Linked DNA regions of Pan paniscus: region 2 is linked to region 1. A link is a contact called in public Hi-C data. All regions are on one chromosome and are shown on one strand. Each heading gives the region's core, a stretch centred on a gene start, on an enhancer-like site or on the middle of the called end of the contact. The rest is flanking DNA. Distances are from core to core; before and after follow the strand shown.

What was found. A called contact is a pair of places that touch in the nucleus more often than the background predicts.
Region 2: a contact with region 1 is called in a Hi-C map of induced pluripotent stem cells, with 3 times the contacts expected there. The contact joins the enhancer-like site here to the promoter of SOST in region 1. A contact is called at or near these places in 2 of 3 Hi-C or Micro-C datasets (fibroblasts and induced pluripotent stem cells).

Annotation. Positions count from the first base shown.
Region 1 is chr19:21,146,970-21,154,681 of NHGRI_mPanPan1-v2.0_pri, reverse strand. SOST (sclerostin) reads right to left here and starts at 4,919. Exons shown (of 2, transcript XM_003828171.5): 1 at 4,650-4,919; 2 at 1-1,890. The coding sequence starts at 4,869. The coding sequence ends at 1,469.
Region 2 is chr19:21,203,514-21,211,225 of NHGRI_mPanPan1-v2.0_pri, reverse strand. LOC129394449 (a long non-coding RNA gene) reads right to left here and starts at 673. Exons shown (of 4, transcript XR_008621732.2): 1 at 478-673. Within about 2 kb of position 4,000, at least 1 of the 2 cell types and tissues checked has open chromatin away from gene starts, as enhancers often do.

The sequences.
Region 1 (7,712 bases), core at 3,670-6,169:
CTCTTTAAAAACCACTACTTTCATTCTTGTGGACAAGTCCCACGTGGAAGAATTACAAAAAAACGACCAGTCCTGCAGGCTTTCATATGTCATGTGCTTCTGTTTAAAACTTTTTTTTTTTAACAATTAAAAACTACACAGAAAGTAAGAGGTTGTCTGGAAATGATTTTCAAAAAGATTTTTGGGTGGCAGCTATTATGCTCTGCAGTTTCTCAGCATATGTACAGCACTTGTAGTTTTTCCCCCAATAATATTCTTTTAGTGTAAGATATGCCATCACATGTAAGAGCAGTAAGAAGCTGTTTTCTAGGCAGAAATGTGTCTGTGAGTGGCGGGCAGAAGGCGGTGTCTCAAAAGGGATGTGCTGGTCTGTGAGTTTGTGACGGCTGCTCCCTCGGGCCTGCAAGGCCAGTGTCCTTGAACCTTTCACTTCTCTTCGGAAGGTGACTTTAAAATATGGCTATGGGTCGGGGGAGGGATGCTGCTCTTTGGGAAGTTGGGGCGGATGTGATTTCTATCCCTCCCACCACCCTCGGACCCTCTCCTTTTCTACCCCAATGGATGATGTTATTTCTTTGAGATGGAGGGGTGGAGGTAGCCAAACATCTGGGGAAGCCAGGCTGGGAAGCAGCATAGCTTCTTCCAGGAGTTTGTCAGCCGTAAATATGTCAGCCATAAATAGACTCTTTACTTTTTTTTTTTTTTTTTCTGTTTGTTTTTCATCTTTGGCTGTCAGAAGAGAGCATCACAACTCTGAAATCTGGAAGTGACCTTGGCACTGAATCAATGCAACCGCATTCATTCTTTCTCTTTCTCTCTCTCTCTCTCTCACCTCTGCCCATTCAAAAGGCACTGGAGTCCTTGGAATCATATGCCAATAGTCTCCTCGAGATCCTATTCCCACCTCCACCCTCATTTTACAAAGTGGAAATTGAGGTCCCGAAGGAGAATTGTGTAGTTCAAGGTTACACAGCAAGTTAGTGGCAGAGCCAGGACTAGAAACCACATCTACAGTTGCCCCCAGTCTTGTGCTCTGGGCACGCCTCAGGCTTTCTGATGGGCAGCGAGGTGCAAGGGGGAATCTTATCCAACTTTCTTAACCAGTCCCTGGACTTTCACACTCCCACACCGCTCCCTTAAAACCCCAGGGCGGTGAAAATGCTTCCATTTCTGCCTCCTCTGAAGTGGGACCAGCAAAGGTAGGCGGCCCCAGAGGCGGGGCTGCGTGGCTCAGTGTCTGTGACTCTCAATTCCCTCCCCTGCCCCGTGGGACCCCTCAGCTGGCGGGCTGAGGGGGGCCTTGCCGGCGCCCGGGATTCCTCAGGGCCTGGAAGGTCTCAGCCCCCTGCCCTGGGTTGCAGGCATTTACAATGAAATATAAACAATCAAACCACGCGCAGAGGACAGAAATGTGGGGCGCGGGTTCAGGGCCGGGGCGCCCGCCGGTGGGGAGGGGCGCGGGCGGGGTCTAGTAGGCGTTCTCCAGCTCGGCCTGGTTGGCTTTGGCGCTCCGGGCGCGGGGCCGCGGCTTCCGGCCCTTCTGCGGCCGAGCGGCCTCGGTCCCGAAGTCCTTGAGCTCCGACTGGTTGTGGAAGCGGGTGAGGCGCTTGCACTTGCACGAGGCCACCAGGCGCACCTTGCGCGCGCGCGGCGCCGCACCACCGGGACACAGCAGCTGCACGCGCTGCGCGCGGTAGCGGTCGGGGATGCAGCGGAAGTCGGGCCCACTAGGTCGCCACCACTTGCCGCGGCCGATGGCGTTGGGCAGCAGGCGCGCCGGGCCGCACTGGCCGGAGCACACCAGCTCGGTGACCGGCTTGGCGCTGCGGCACGGCCCATCGGTCACGTAGCGGGTGAAGTGCAGCTCGCGGCAGCTGTACTCGGACACGTCTGTGGAGAGAGGCGCGCGTGAGGGTGGCCGCCCGCCTGGCCACCCCTGCCCTGGACCGGCCCGTCTCTCTCCACCCCAGCCCTGCTTTTGCCAAGCCTGTCTCCAGAGGCTTTTGCCCCTGAACATCTATTGCAGGAAGGTCCCAGATGCTCTAGAGCTGGTGGAAAGCTCTCCTGCGCACCCTGTCCCCTCGGAGCCAAATGACTGCTGGGGTTCAAACATCAGGGCTCCATCGCTCACTGCAGGTGTCATCTTGGGCAAGTTCCTTAACCTCTCTCTTCTTCCTGTCTGCAAAATGGGCCGCCCCAAGCATTGCGAGTTAATCCATTACACACGCAATGCAGAGAATACCATTTGGCACATATAGCTGAAAGCGTCGGCTGTTATGTATTATTATTATCATTTCTCTTCTGGGGTCTTCTTATGATTTAAGCCACACTTGTGCCGCAGGGTCCCTGGCCTGGGCAGGGTAAGTACTCAGCACACCTTCTGCCTGGCTCTGGCTTCTCCCAAATTCCTTTTCCAGCCACTTGGGAGGGGTGGACAGGGGATGGAGAAAGGAGTAGAGGTTAATTGAAGGTAATAAATCAGGGCAGCTGCTGTGGAGGCGAGGGACTGAAGGGGAGGTGATCAGGACAGGAATTCATTAGACTTGAAAGGAATCAAAGGCAGTGTGTCCAACCCCCTCATTATCAATGAGAATATTGAGGCCCAGCCAGAGAAAAGAAATTGCCCAAAAGCCTGGGGTGCATCTCCGGACTCCACTTCCCTGGGGTCCCAGCACCTTTTGGCTCCGGCAAGAGTGGAGGCTCTGCGTTCGAGCATCCATGGGAGGCTGGGCTGGGGGATGGAGCTGAGGGCTGCTTTTTACTGTAGGTACTTTCCTACCATAGGGGCCCTGAGCTCTGTCCCAAAACCTACAGGTTCAGCTGCCACAAACATTGACCTGGCTCTCTGCTGGGCACATTTCTTGTTCTGTGTTATCTGAATGGGCGCCTCATGGTGATACTCCCTGGGCAGGCAGAGATTGGGCTCTGAGGCCTGGCCTGATCCCCTGCACACACCTTGACCATGTCTCCTATGGTGGACTTAGATGGGTGGGAGCTTTTTAAATAGCTGGTCGTTGTGTGAGTACCAGTCCACCCCCAAAGGTTTCATGGGGATAGTTCCAATGTGACAAGAAAGAATGAAAAATAGTCTGAAGACCAAACCAGAGAGGGGACAGAGAAGGCCACCCCCCACCCCCACTCTGAAGAGCAAGCACAGCAGGGGAGATGTGGCCACTGCCATCGTCTGGGGCTGCTTTCTGGTTTGTGGGCTGGTTTGCATCCTCACCTCTGCAGGGCTGGAGTGTGTGTGTGGTCAGGGGGGCATTTGCCCAGGGAAGGGGGCATTTTGCGGCTTTTCGAGAATAGCGCCCCTAGGCCAGGCACTTCCTCTGCAGATCATGACTTTGTTTTGAGCATGTGGCTTCCTCGGGGGCTGTGGCCTCTCGTGGGAGTCCAGCAAGGTGGACATTTTGTGTTTGGGTTCCTTACAGCCCTTCAGGCAGTCACTGGAGCCCAGCTGACCTTGCCTAGAAGGGGAGCTGTGGTAGGAGGCGCCCTTGTCCTCCATTTTGAAGACAGAGGGTCCTGGCTGGCCTCCCATGGAGTTGCCCTTTTTAGCACCCCATAGCCCCAACAGGTTGTGAGGCAGGGAGGGCTGGGGTCCAGGAGCCTGGGCAGTGGACTTCTCTGCCACCTGGATAATGGTCAGAGGACAGGGAAGCTCTTAGTCTGAAGTGTCATTCCAGACGCCCCCATGGCCTCATGATTCCTGCCAATAGTAGAGCCAGATGCACACTGTCACCTGGGCTTCTCTGTGCAGGCCTGACCAGGAACCCAGGGTTCCTCTTCCTTCTCCCTCCCCTGGAATGAGGCAAGGTTGGGACTGGGGTGGCTGCTGAGGACAGATGTCCCTACTCCTGCACAGAGGATGCTGCTCTCCCCTCCAGGGCCTGGACTCAGCTGCACCCATGTCAGGGGCTAAAACTGTGCCGAAAACTCCCATTCCTTCAAGTGCCAGCTCCCTGGGCAGGCCGTGGGCAATGCACACTGCAGGGGTGCCTCTCTGGCCTTCCTCTCCCACTGCTTTGTGGAGATCTGTCCCCCACACCCCCCCACACACCAGGGCTATCTTGCAGTTGGATCAAACCAGGTTCACACCTCAGCTCTTCTCACTACCAAGTTACTGAGTGCCTGGAGCCTGTTTCTTCCCCTTCGAGCTGGGGGTTCACCTCCTGGGGATTCCATGATGTGGGTCTGTGTGGTGGGGACAGCCACCACCAGCATAGAGTGTCTGGTGCCCCACAGGTGCTGTTCTGTGGATGGGAGGCTCCCTTACCTTGTTCCCTTCCCAGTGGTACCAGCAGCTGGACGTGGCTCCTATATTCCCAGGAGGAGATTCTTTAAAACCTTTTCTTTTCTGAGCCCCTGAGCCTGTTCTGATGCCCTGATGCCATACCCTCACCACCCCAGCCTCCTCCCTGCCCTGGGCTCTCACCAACGTCTGTTGCCTCATGCCTCTGCACCTGAATTTGAAGGCTGCACCAGCGAGCCATCCTTCCCCCACCTCCAGGCAAGACTGTTCCTCGACCAGTGCTGGCAGAGGCCAGCAATCTTCACTGGGTCTACCCCAGTCTTCCAAGCCTCCCAAAGAGAAGTTTCTAAAACCTCCCCAGGATCTTTTACTAAGAATTCTCTCCTCCACCCCATACCTTTGGTCTCAAAGGGGTGGTGGGGAGGCCGCCCTCCGTTCTCCGCCCGGTTCATGGTCTTGTTGTTCTCCAGCTCCGGTGGAGGCTCGGGGTACTCTCCGAGCTCGGGGATGATTTCCGTGGCATCATTCTTGAACGCCTGCCACCCCTGGCCCTCCACTACACAGAAGGCTGTGTGTACCAGCAGGCAGACGAGACACAGGGCCAGTGGGAGCTGCATGGTGCCAGCCAGAGGAGGGCACGCCACCTTCCAGTAGCACAGGCTCTGGTCTCCAGCCGAGACACGGTCGCCTTTTTAAAGCCCCTCTCTGCTTCATGCCAGCCAATGAGGACAGGCTGGGGCAGGGCTGGTCCCATGTTTCCCTCAGCCCCGGGGGGAGGGAAAGGGGTGTGCTCAGAGCAAACCCTCCCCAAAGACTTCTCCTCTAGCTCAGCAAACTTCCAAATTGCTGCTGGCACTCCCAGGTGACCCAGAGAGAGGGAGCGTGTGAGGCAGGGCCCAAGCCTGCTCTCCGGCACCTCCCACGTGCTGGCGGCTGTGGTTTTCAGATATCAAAATGAGCTCCGGCTTTTAATTGTCTGTCTCCCTGGGCCCTCGGGCATTCTCAAAACAAACTGTGGACCCGCTCAACAAAGAAAATGTGCAGTTCTGAGTGCTTCGCGGGGCTGAGCCCGGCCTATTCCATTTCTCAGGCCAAGTTCATTTGTCACCCCACCAACAAATGGCCCAAGGCGTTTCTGTTTGACCCCCATAGACCCAGCCAGAGGCAAAAAGATGCTTTTAAAGAAATCCCATTGGTCCCAACTCCACAAGTCTCAGCATTCATTGTCCTAACCAAGAAAGCCTCTCTTGGTATTCTCTGGAAGGCAAGAGAGAGAACTAGAGGGTCAGAGCAAGGGTGCCCACTTGGGAGAGGGGGCAGGATTCTGGTTACAAATCGAGGATGCGCTGGTCACTCAGGCTCCTGTGATAGACAGCACAGAGGAAATCCCAGCTCATGCTCCTCAGGGATCCTGTGCACTGTGACAGGCACTTCTGAGCCAGGGCACTTACTGTGGCTCGCAGGGTGATGTGCTGAAGACAGTCATTTCCCCAACCAGTCTGTGTGTGTGAGAAGACAACACCAAATTCCTTTCCTTAGCAAAAGCCACAGCCAGCGTTTTTAGTGCTGACATTTTATTTTCTTGTCTTCCAGCTGGTTACATTTTTCAAAAACAGTTTTGAGTCCTGTATGGAAAGCTTCATTGGTGCACACCACAGGATGTGTTCCATGAAGCCATCCCAGGACCAACTGGTCACAAAGAAGCTAAGAGAAAATGTTGCCTTGGCCCTGCATATAATGAGCCACACAGGGCCGGGGCGGGGGGCGGGGGGGCAGGTAGAGGCGTGGGGGAGAAGGGTTCACACCTGAGGTGCAAGAAGAGAAAGGAAGGCCAGAGGAGTCTTTCATTGAAGACAGATTGTTTGAGGACAAGCAGCTCCTGTGAAGAGGCTGCCCAGACCCTCTGGTATTTTAACTGGGCAATGAATCAGTATGCCCCACCTGCAGAGCCTCTGCAAGTCCTTTGCCACCTGCCTCAACTTGCAAGTCGCTGTGTCCATCTGCAGCCGACTGTCCTCCTTTCCATCATCCATCATCCGACACATGAATGCAGCTGCTCTGACAGTTTTACAAGCCAGACAGAAGCCCCCTCAGGAAGGGCCCTCTCTGATACCTGCTTCCTAAGTCAGTTTCCTTCAGGGCAGATGAAAACAGCTGTGGCCATTGTTGGGGGTGATCTATCTCTCCCAGCAGAGCCGGTAGTGTTGTGAGAAGCTGGCCCTCCGCGCCTCCTCCCCTTGTCTATGACCCTCCAGCCTCCTTTTCCCTTGCTCTGGAATGTGGACTGTTAACCCTCTCATGACCAGATGACTGCCTTCTTGCAATGGACTTGGGAGAGAGCAGTTCTGATGCCTGGGTTCCTTGAGCAGGTAGGATGGATGCTTATAGCCCCACCTGCTGTTGGGAGCGGCTGGACCGTCTGCATTAAACAGAGGCAGTGGGATTCATCCCTGGAACGCGTCTGCCACCTGCTGGAGACAAAAGGAGGGGTGACTGCAGGATGGCAAGTCTCAGGACTGGACGTGCTTTCCTTTCCTTTCCTTTCCTTTCCTTATTTGGAAGTGAAGTAATATTAAAAGGAAAAAGAAGAATCCAGTGGACTTGAACCTCCAAATGATCCACACCCCTCTGAATGGCTCAGCGAGAACCTGCTGTGACATCTTCTGCCGTTTCATTTAATGTTAAGTCATTGACAGCTCTTTATTTTTACTCAGTCCACAAACTTGTCATTGTTCACAGTATTCCCTGGAATTAAACCCCCAGGGTTTTAGCTGATTCCTATTGTGAGTAGTTTAGGTTATTTCCAATTTTTTTTCCTATTTTCAGCAGGGTTGCTATGAACATCCTTGTACGGCTGAAATTTTTTTTTTTCTTTTTTTTGGCAGATTCTCTCTGTGGCCCAGGCTGCAGTGCAGTGGCACAATCTTGGCTCACTGCAACCTCCACCTCCTGGGTTCAAGCAATTCTCCTGCCTCAGCCTCCCGAGTAGCTGGGATTACAGGAATGCACCACCACGCCTGGCTAATTTTGTATTTTTAGTAGAGACGGGGGTTTCTCCATGTTACTCAGGCTGGTCTCGAACTTCTGACCTCAGGTGATCTGCCCAACTCGGCCTCCCAAGGTGCTGGGATTAGAGGCATGAGCCACAATGCCCGGCCTCGGAGTAATTTTTTAAATTAAAATTTTAAAATGTGGATATAATTATAAATTTAAATATACTTATAAGAAATAAAAGCCTGGGCAACATGGTGAGGCCTAGTCTCTACAAAAAATTTAAAAATTAGCTGGGCATGGGGTCGCACGCCTGTGGTCTTAGCTACTTGGGAGGCTGAGGTGGGAGGTTCACTTGAGGTTGAGGTCGAGGCTGCAGTGAGCCATACTCGTGCCACTGCACTCCAGCCTGGATGACAGAGTGAGACCCTGTCTCAAAAAATAAAAATAAAAAAAAGAAAATGCAGAC
Region 2 (7,712 bases), core at 2,751-5,250, 57 kb before region 1:
CAGATACAGTAAGTAAGTAGGGAAAGAGCCGGGGCCTCTGGGCTCCTTTTCCAGGGCTCTGGCCTTGGTTTTAACCCGTTCTCCTAGACCTCTCAGTCTCTGGGCCTCCCCTCTGTGTTCCCCACCCCCACTTTCCATCAAGAGCTCAGTTCTCTTAAGTTCTATATTCTCTCTTCCCCACCCCTAGAAATCTCTGCCCGCTTCCAGAAAAGGCTTTGATTCCGTCATTTTTGGCATTTCCCACCCAGGAATCAAGGCTGCCTCCTCTGCGAGGAAGGCGTGTGGAAGGCGAGCAGCTGAGGACACCTCTTTTTAAGAGAAGCTTCTCCATGTTCTTAGCCAGGTTATATAACTTCTTTTGCTTCTTTCTTTTCCACATTCTCCATATTTTTCACAATGAGGATGTGTCACTTCTATAGTTAAAAATGGAAATCTTCATTTAAAAGAACAATCAGACACAAGGCAAGGTATGCTTACCTTCCCAATGACCAAGGAGCAGGGAGACATTGGTCGTGGAGGCCATAGGTGACCAGCCTTGAGGGAAGGGAAGGAAGGGGAGGTGCAGGGAGGCGCAGCGGAGGCACCCGAGTGTGCTCTACGAATGTAAGTCTGCCAGCTGCTCCTCTGTGCCTAGCACCCTGGAAAGCGCCCACACACAGTGGGCCCTCAGCAAACTCCCACTGAGCAAAGGGCCCTGTGAGTAAGGACCTAGAAGCAGGGTGTGCTTGAGGCATGGGGTGGGAGGGCATCCAGCTTGGCTGGCGGTGGGAGCCGATGCAAAGGTGAGCTGAGACCAGACGGTAGAAGACCTTCAGTGCTGGGCCGAGGAGGGTTCCTTCATCCCATAGAGAAGAGCTGCCATCCAAGACAGAAGGCTGGGGAGTGACATGTTGAAATCAGTATCTTAGGAAAATAAAGCCACTGGCTGGGCCACTGGCTCCCCTTTGTAGAGGGGTCTACGAAGCTCCCGAGGTTTCAGATAGTCCCTGAGAGCCCTTCCCCTGGCGATGGGCTCCGTTTGAGGCATGTCCAGTGTGAAAGGACCACAGGCCACCTGAGGGACAGGACCAAGCAGAGAGCTAGTGACAGAATGCCCAGGGCTCCAAGACAGGGCTGGAGAGGTGGGAGTGGTCCCCACCTTGAGAGCCAAAGGGGCTGAGGGCTGAGGGTTGAAGGCCGAGAGCCAGGAAGGTCCAGGGGAGCAAAAGGGGGAGCAGAGGGGGAGCTGGAGGTGTTGGGGTGGTGGGTAGAGAGCCAAGATAGGGAGGGGACAAGAGAGGGGAGAATCTCAAGGAAAAGCAGGAGCATGAGACTGAGAGAAGGCCCCTGGAACACTGGCTTGAATGTGGCCGACATTGGCACTGCCAGTACTAATCCCAAACCAGGGAGCTCAGCCAGCGCCCTTTCTGCATGTCCGCTCTTTCATCAGACAGCTAGGAACAAGTTATACGAGATGATGTCCAAGTCCAATAAATGTCCAAGTCCTTTCCACTGGATCTGGCCCCAGCCTCCTCTCTGAACCATCTCCTATCACTCCACCCTATCCCTGCTGGCTCCTTCTGCTCCAGCCATACAGGCTTGCTCCTGGGCTCAGCTTGTGCCTGCCTGGGGAGCCTCGCGCTTGCTGTTTCCTCCTTGAGAAATTCCTGCCCTGGATAACTCCTTCCCCCACTTCCTTCAGATCTCTGCTCCCTTATCAGGGGGCTTCCCCTGGCTGCCCTATCTATAACAGCACTGACCACTCTTTTCCTCTTCTCCTGCTTTCTTTGTCTTCCTGTTCTTATCACTAAGACATCACACATGTCTTAGTTGGCTTGTTTATATTCTGTCTCCACCCATCTTAGTCAGCTACTGCTGAAATGATGCTGTGTAACAAACCACCCCGATACTCAGAGGCTCCAAACAAGTGCTGATCTTTCTTATTTGTGAGTCTGTGTGTCAGCCCGAGCAGGGCAGCTCCAGGCTGTGGCTTGGGTTTGGGTGGACTCCATGTCTCTCTCCATTCTCCTTGGACCAGCAGCTCCCTGGGGCACATGCTTCTCTTGGAGAATGGCAGGAACTTAAAAGCCAAGCCAAACCTCACAGCACGGTTAAGGGTGATCATGACACACCGCTAACATTCTAGTGGCCAAAGAAGTCTCATGGCCAAGTGTAATAGCAGTGGATTGGGCAAGTTTACTCTCTTACACCTGTTGTGAAGGGGAGTGGGAGGGGATGGGGGGTGACCGTTTTCACAACAACAGTGCAAACTATCCCATCTCCCAATAGAACATAAACACCTTAAGGCTGGAACTGGGTCTGTATCCCCAGCACTTAAAATAGTTTTTGGCATACAGTAAGGGTGCAATAGACATTTGTTAAATAAATATACAGACTAACCAATTAGCATAATACAGATGACAAAGGTGTCTCTCTTCTGCCAGCTTCTGTGCCTGAAATGTTGATGATCTCCTCCCTATCTTCCTAACATCTCTCCTGTCCCCACCTGTCCATGCCCAGGGTTTGGCTGCTGTGACAGAAGTGTGAGAGCCTCCTGTCTCCCTTGGGCTCCCAGTAAGAGCTTCCATGCCACTCTCCCTGCTCACCTGGGCTCCCATCCCTGGGGACCTTCTGGAAACAGCTTCCAGGGCTCCCAGAGCTTACTTAGCCAGATTCTACATCTGGCTCCAGCTGTTATCCTAAGCTTGGCCTTGTTTTCTGATCTGACCACAGCTTCATCACTCCTACCTGACTGTGGGATTCTAGCCCCCAGTGGGGTGGGGGACCAAGGATGACAATTACCTGGGACCTTGACTATTGAAAGGCTAATCAGGCTTGATTGGGAAAAAAGAGTTGCTAAAAAGGATTGTATTGGATAATTGGTGAGATTTGAACATGGATTTTATATTAGTATTGTGTTATTACATTTTCTGATATTAGTCATTCTTTTTTTTTTTTTTTTTTTTTTTTGACGGAGTCTTGCCCTGTCACCAGGCTGGGGTGCAATGGTGTGATCTCGGCTCACTGCAACCTCTGCCACCCGGGTTCAAGCGATTCCCCTGCTTCGGCCTCCTGAGTAGCTGGGACTACAGGCGGGCGCCACCACACCCAGCTTATTTTTGTACTTTTAGTAGAGACAGGGTTTCAACATGTTGGCCAGGATGGTCTCGATCTCTTGACCTCGTGATCTGCCCGCCTCAGCCTCCCAAAGTGCTGGGATTACAGGCATGAGCCACCGCTCCCGGCCGTTAGTCATTCTTATAGGTATGTAAGAAAATGTCCTTGAGGTATTTAGCAGGGAAGTTCATGATCTCTGCAGCTTACTCACAAATGGTTAAACAGAATGAGACTAAGAACAGACTAGTAAGAAAAGACTGAAGATTATAATTATTAGGCCAGGTGCAGTGACTCACACCTGTAAATCCCAACATTTTGGGAAGCTGAGATAGGAGGATCACTTGAGGCCAGGAGTTTGAGACCAGCCTGGGCAACATAGTGAGACCCCATCTCTACAAAAAAAAAAAAAAAAAAGTAAAAATTACGTGGGCATGGTGGTACACGCCTGTAGTTCCAGCTTCTTGGGAGGCTGAAGTGGGATGATCAGAGGACCTCAGGAGTTTGAGGCTGCAGTGAGCTATGATTGCAGCACTGCACTCCAGCCAGGGAGACAGACTGAGGCCCAGTCTCTAAAAAAAAAGGAATCTATGTGAGTCTATATATTCGTGCAACTTTTCTATAGGATTGAAACTCTTTAAAATAAATTTAATAATAAAAACAAAAGCTGGTGGGTGAGACCTTTCATGTACTCTCCAGGAGAGTTAAGCCCCCCCACATTCCTGTCCCCTTGTTTACTCTCAAGCACCCCCTCCCCCACCCAAGGAACAGGGCTTTGTTTACTGAGCATCTCAGAGATGAGCTCTCACCCCCTGATTTCATCAATTATAAATGTGCTCGCTACTCACCACACGGCAATTTGTGACGGACTGTGGTTTGTGGTGAGAGTAGCACCATCCAAGTTCACCGCAGCCGCGAGTAGAGATGAGGGTTGGGGCCAGACACAGGGCTGTGGGGGCGGCAAGGGCACACAGGCAGCCCTGCCACCTTCCTGTTTGTCAGCCAAGTGAGGCTTCCCAGGGCAGCGGGCGAGCGGGTCACTACTCAGGGCCAGCTACTGCGGCCAGGCCAGGCTAGTCAGGTCTGTGCAGCCAGAACCAGAGGCTCCGCCAGGATGTGAGGTCTCCCAGCTCCTGGGAACTGAAGCAAACACTCTGACTACCCCTTCTTGAAGTGCCTTACGGTGTATACATTTGTTTAATCTGCACAACAAACCTAGGAGCAGTTATTGTTACTGTCCTCATTTTGCAGATGAGGAAACTGAGGCAAAGAGAAATTAAGTAACTCCTTCAAAGTCTGGTAAGTGACAGAACCAGATTTTACCCTCTTACTCATTGTCCATATTGCCGAGTAACTTACATTAATAGATACTATGCATGTTTATTTTATTTTTTATTTTTTTTTAGAGATGGGGTCTCATTCTTTTTTTTTTTTTTTTGAGACGGAGTCTCGCTCTGTCGCCCAGGCTGGAGTCCAGTGGGGCGTGATCTTGGCTCACTGCAAGCTCTGCCTCCCTGATTCACTCCATTCTCCTGCCTCAGCCTCCCGAGTAGCTGGGACTACAGGCACCCGCCACCACGCCCGGCTAATTTTTTGTATATTTAGTAGAGTCGGGGTTTCACCGCGTTAGCCAGTATGGTCTCGATCTCCCGAACTCGTGATCCGCCCGCCTCGGCCTCCCAAAGTGCTGGGATTACAGGCGTGAGCCACCGCGCCCGGTCCTCATTCTTTCACTCATACTGGAGTGCCGTGGTGCAATCTCAGCTCACTGTAGCCTCAACTCGGGGCTCAAGCAATCCTGCCACCTCAGCCTCCCGAGTAGCTGGGACCACAGGCGTGCCACCACACCCAACTAATTTTTGCATTTTTTGTAGAGACCGGCTTTTGCCATGTTGCCCAGACTGGTCTCGAACTCCTGAGCTCAGACAGTCCACTTGCCTCGGCCTCCAAAAGTGCTGGGATTACAGCACCACGCCCAGCCGATACTATGCATGTTTAACTGACACCTAATGATTAGGTAGCAACAATTTCTTGGCTGCCTTATTCACCTTCATGACCCCCAACATTGAAAATGTCTTTTCCCATGTGAAAGCATTTGTGGGCTCCTACTGCCAATCTATAAAGTAGAAATCCTTCTGTGGTACAAAGCCCTCTTTCTTATCTAATTTCCCATTTCCTGTTCCCCCTTCCCCCTTCTGCTAAGAGCTCTTCCCTACCCACATTTTAAGTAGGGCCGGGGAGCTAACTCCACCTTGCAAACTCCAAATCAACCACGTGACCCAGGCCTGACCAATCAGGGCTCCAAATCCTCTAGCTATAGTGATTGGTTTAGGGAGGGACATGTGACCCGCCTGAGCCAATGAGCATCTGTTCTGGGACTCCTGTCTGAACTCTTGGGAAAATAAACTCCTTATGTTGGGTGGCTGAGGGGATGAATGTGAGCTGGGAGCTGCAAGCAGGCATCATGCTATTCCCTTCAGCTTTCAAGTAGTGTTTTCACTGCTATTAACAATTCCAAATCTTAAGTGTTCCTTGCATCTTCCTCTCGCCAAAAATATTACAGTACTGGAGGGCTTACATGGTGTCTCAAATGTCTGGAGTTTAAATCTGCCTTGCAGCTTCCATGGCCACAGTGAGTGTCTGAGTCCTGGCCGCTTTCTGCTGATCCCGGGGAGAGTTTAGCCTGCCTGCCCTTCCTCCCTGGTTCGTTCTCATGTACTCAGATCCCTGCCTCACTCTTCTCTCACACAGACAACAAAAGAGAGTCAGATTGTGGTCTTAAGGGCACAGGACTCTGAAGTTAGGACCAGAAGACCTTGGTTAGAGTCTAAACCTTGTCAGTTACCAAATATCATTAGGCACATTAGTTAATCTCTCTGAGGCTCATTTCCCCGTCAGTAAAGTGGGTACTGCTGAAGATGTAGTCTTTAGAAGTGTTCTCTAGATTGTAAGCCCCGTGCTTCCTGGTTATTGACTAAACAGGGATAAAAATGAGTTTCTCCTCACCTGGGTGTCATTGAGTTTCTGGTCATTGTGAGATGGGTGACGAAGCCAAGGGCATCAAACATCCCAACGAGGCTGTTTTCTGCATCTCCAGGGCTATCCCAGCGTTAATCACATATGGACCTTTAATCAGAGTTTGCAGAATAAGTGAGAATTGTGTCAGAGTATGAATGTAGATATTATCTTGTTTTAGTCATTGTTACTCTAGGGGACCATTCTTGCTACAGGAATATTGCACAAAACCCAGAAATTTATTGACTTTCTCCTAACCAAGGCCTAAAGAACTGGTGTTAGACATAGGCCAAGGCCAGCCAGAGGCCCAAAGCCTGTTTCCCAGGGTAGGACTGCCCTGGCCTCCCCCTCCTTCTCTCCAGGCTCCACCCCAGAGAGCTGAAGACCAGGCTGGGTACAGCACTGCTGAGAAACTGAGGAAAAGGCCACTGGCCTCCTCTCTCACTGCAGGCTGCCCACCCGGGAGGGGGAAAGCTTGTCACTAAATCAGGTTCAGTTTTGGTCACTATCTTGGACTGGATATTCTAGCATCAGAACTGAGATGTTTCTTGTGACTTAAAGTAACTTCAGGACTCTATTCTACCTAGGATTGGGCAGAAAAGTTACGGGCCTGCGGGAGTTCCAATTCAGAAACAGGGGAGATTACTTGCACTAAAGAAAGTCTAAAGGAAGGTAGGAGACAAAAATAAAGTTGTGTATTGATGATCCTAGGAGTTATGCTTGTTTGACATACCAGTTATACCTGCTGTCACGGTAGTTATGCATTAGGGGACCCAGGTGTCTGAAGTTATATCCAGAAGACTTCTGAGGGTGCACCGGGGGCTCCCTTGGCTAAAAGTGTGATTTAAACCCTAAGAGCCTGCCCAGACTATCAGTCCCAGTTTCTAGGTCCACTGTCCCTGAATCTCGCTGCTTCTTCCTTAGGCTGCTGGGAGTCTGAACCCTCCCCCCCAACACCCCTCCCCCATGCCTCAGTCGTGGGAAGGGGGGGCCCTTGAGCAGTAGGGCCAAGCCCTGTTCAGCCTGGAACCAAGTTCCCATCAACAAGGTGGTCTGGGCAGTGGCCCGCCAGAAAGCAGTAATTACTGTCGAGGTGCAGGGACCCCAGGTAGGGCCCCCACCTCTCACCTCTGTGTGGGCAGTGAATGGGCCTGCCCCTGGGTAAGACTGTGTCAGCAGGTGCCTGCCCACCCCTTGCTGGGTTCCCAGGCCCCTAAAGCCCTCTGGTAATAGGAGCCATTTGCGCTGTAACCAGTGGGTGACCAGATTTTTAATCTTGGAGACCCCTTGGATCCCAGGCGGGAAGTGGGATTTGTCAAATGGGGAGAGGCGGGGCTGTCTGGGAATGCCAGACGGGGTTGTGCTGGGGAAATATGTCTCCTTTCCATACAGCCCCCCTCCCATACCTCCAGCCTCCCTCTACCCCGCAAGTCAGCTCTGTAGCTCCTAGGAGGTATCTCCAACATGCTTAGCTGTTGAAAGTAAATGAATGCCCGAAGTTGAAATCTGAATGGCTTGTTTTGCACTAACTCAGGTGCATGCCAAATAGGGGTGTCTCTTTGCTTGATCCTAATCCTTCCTCCTCTGAAATCCTTTCTGGCCTG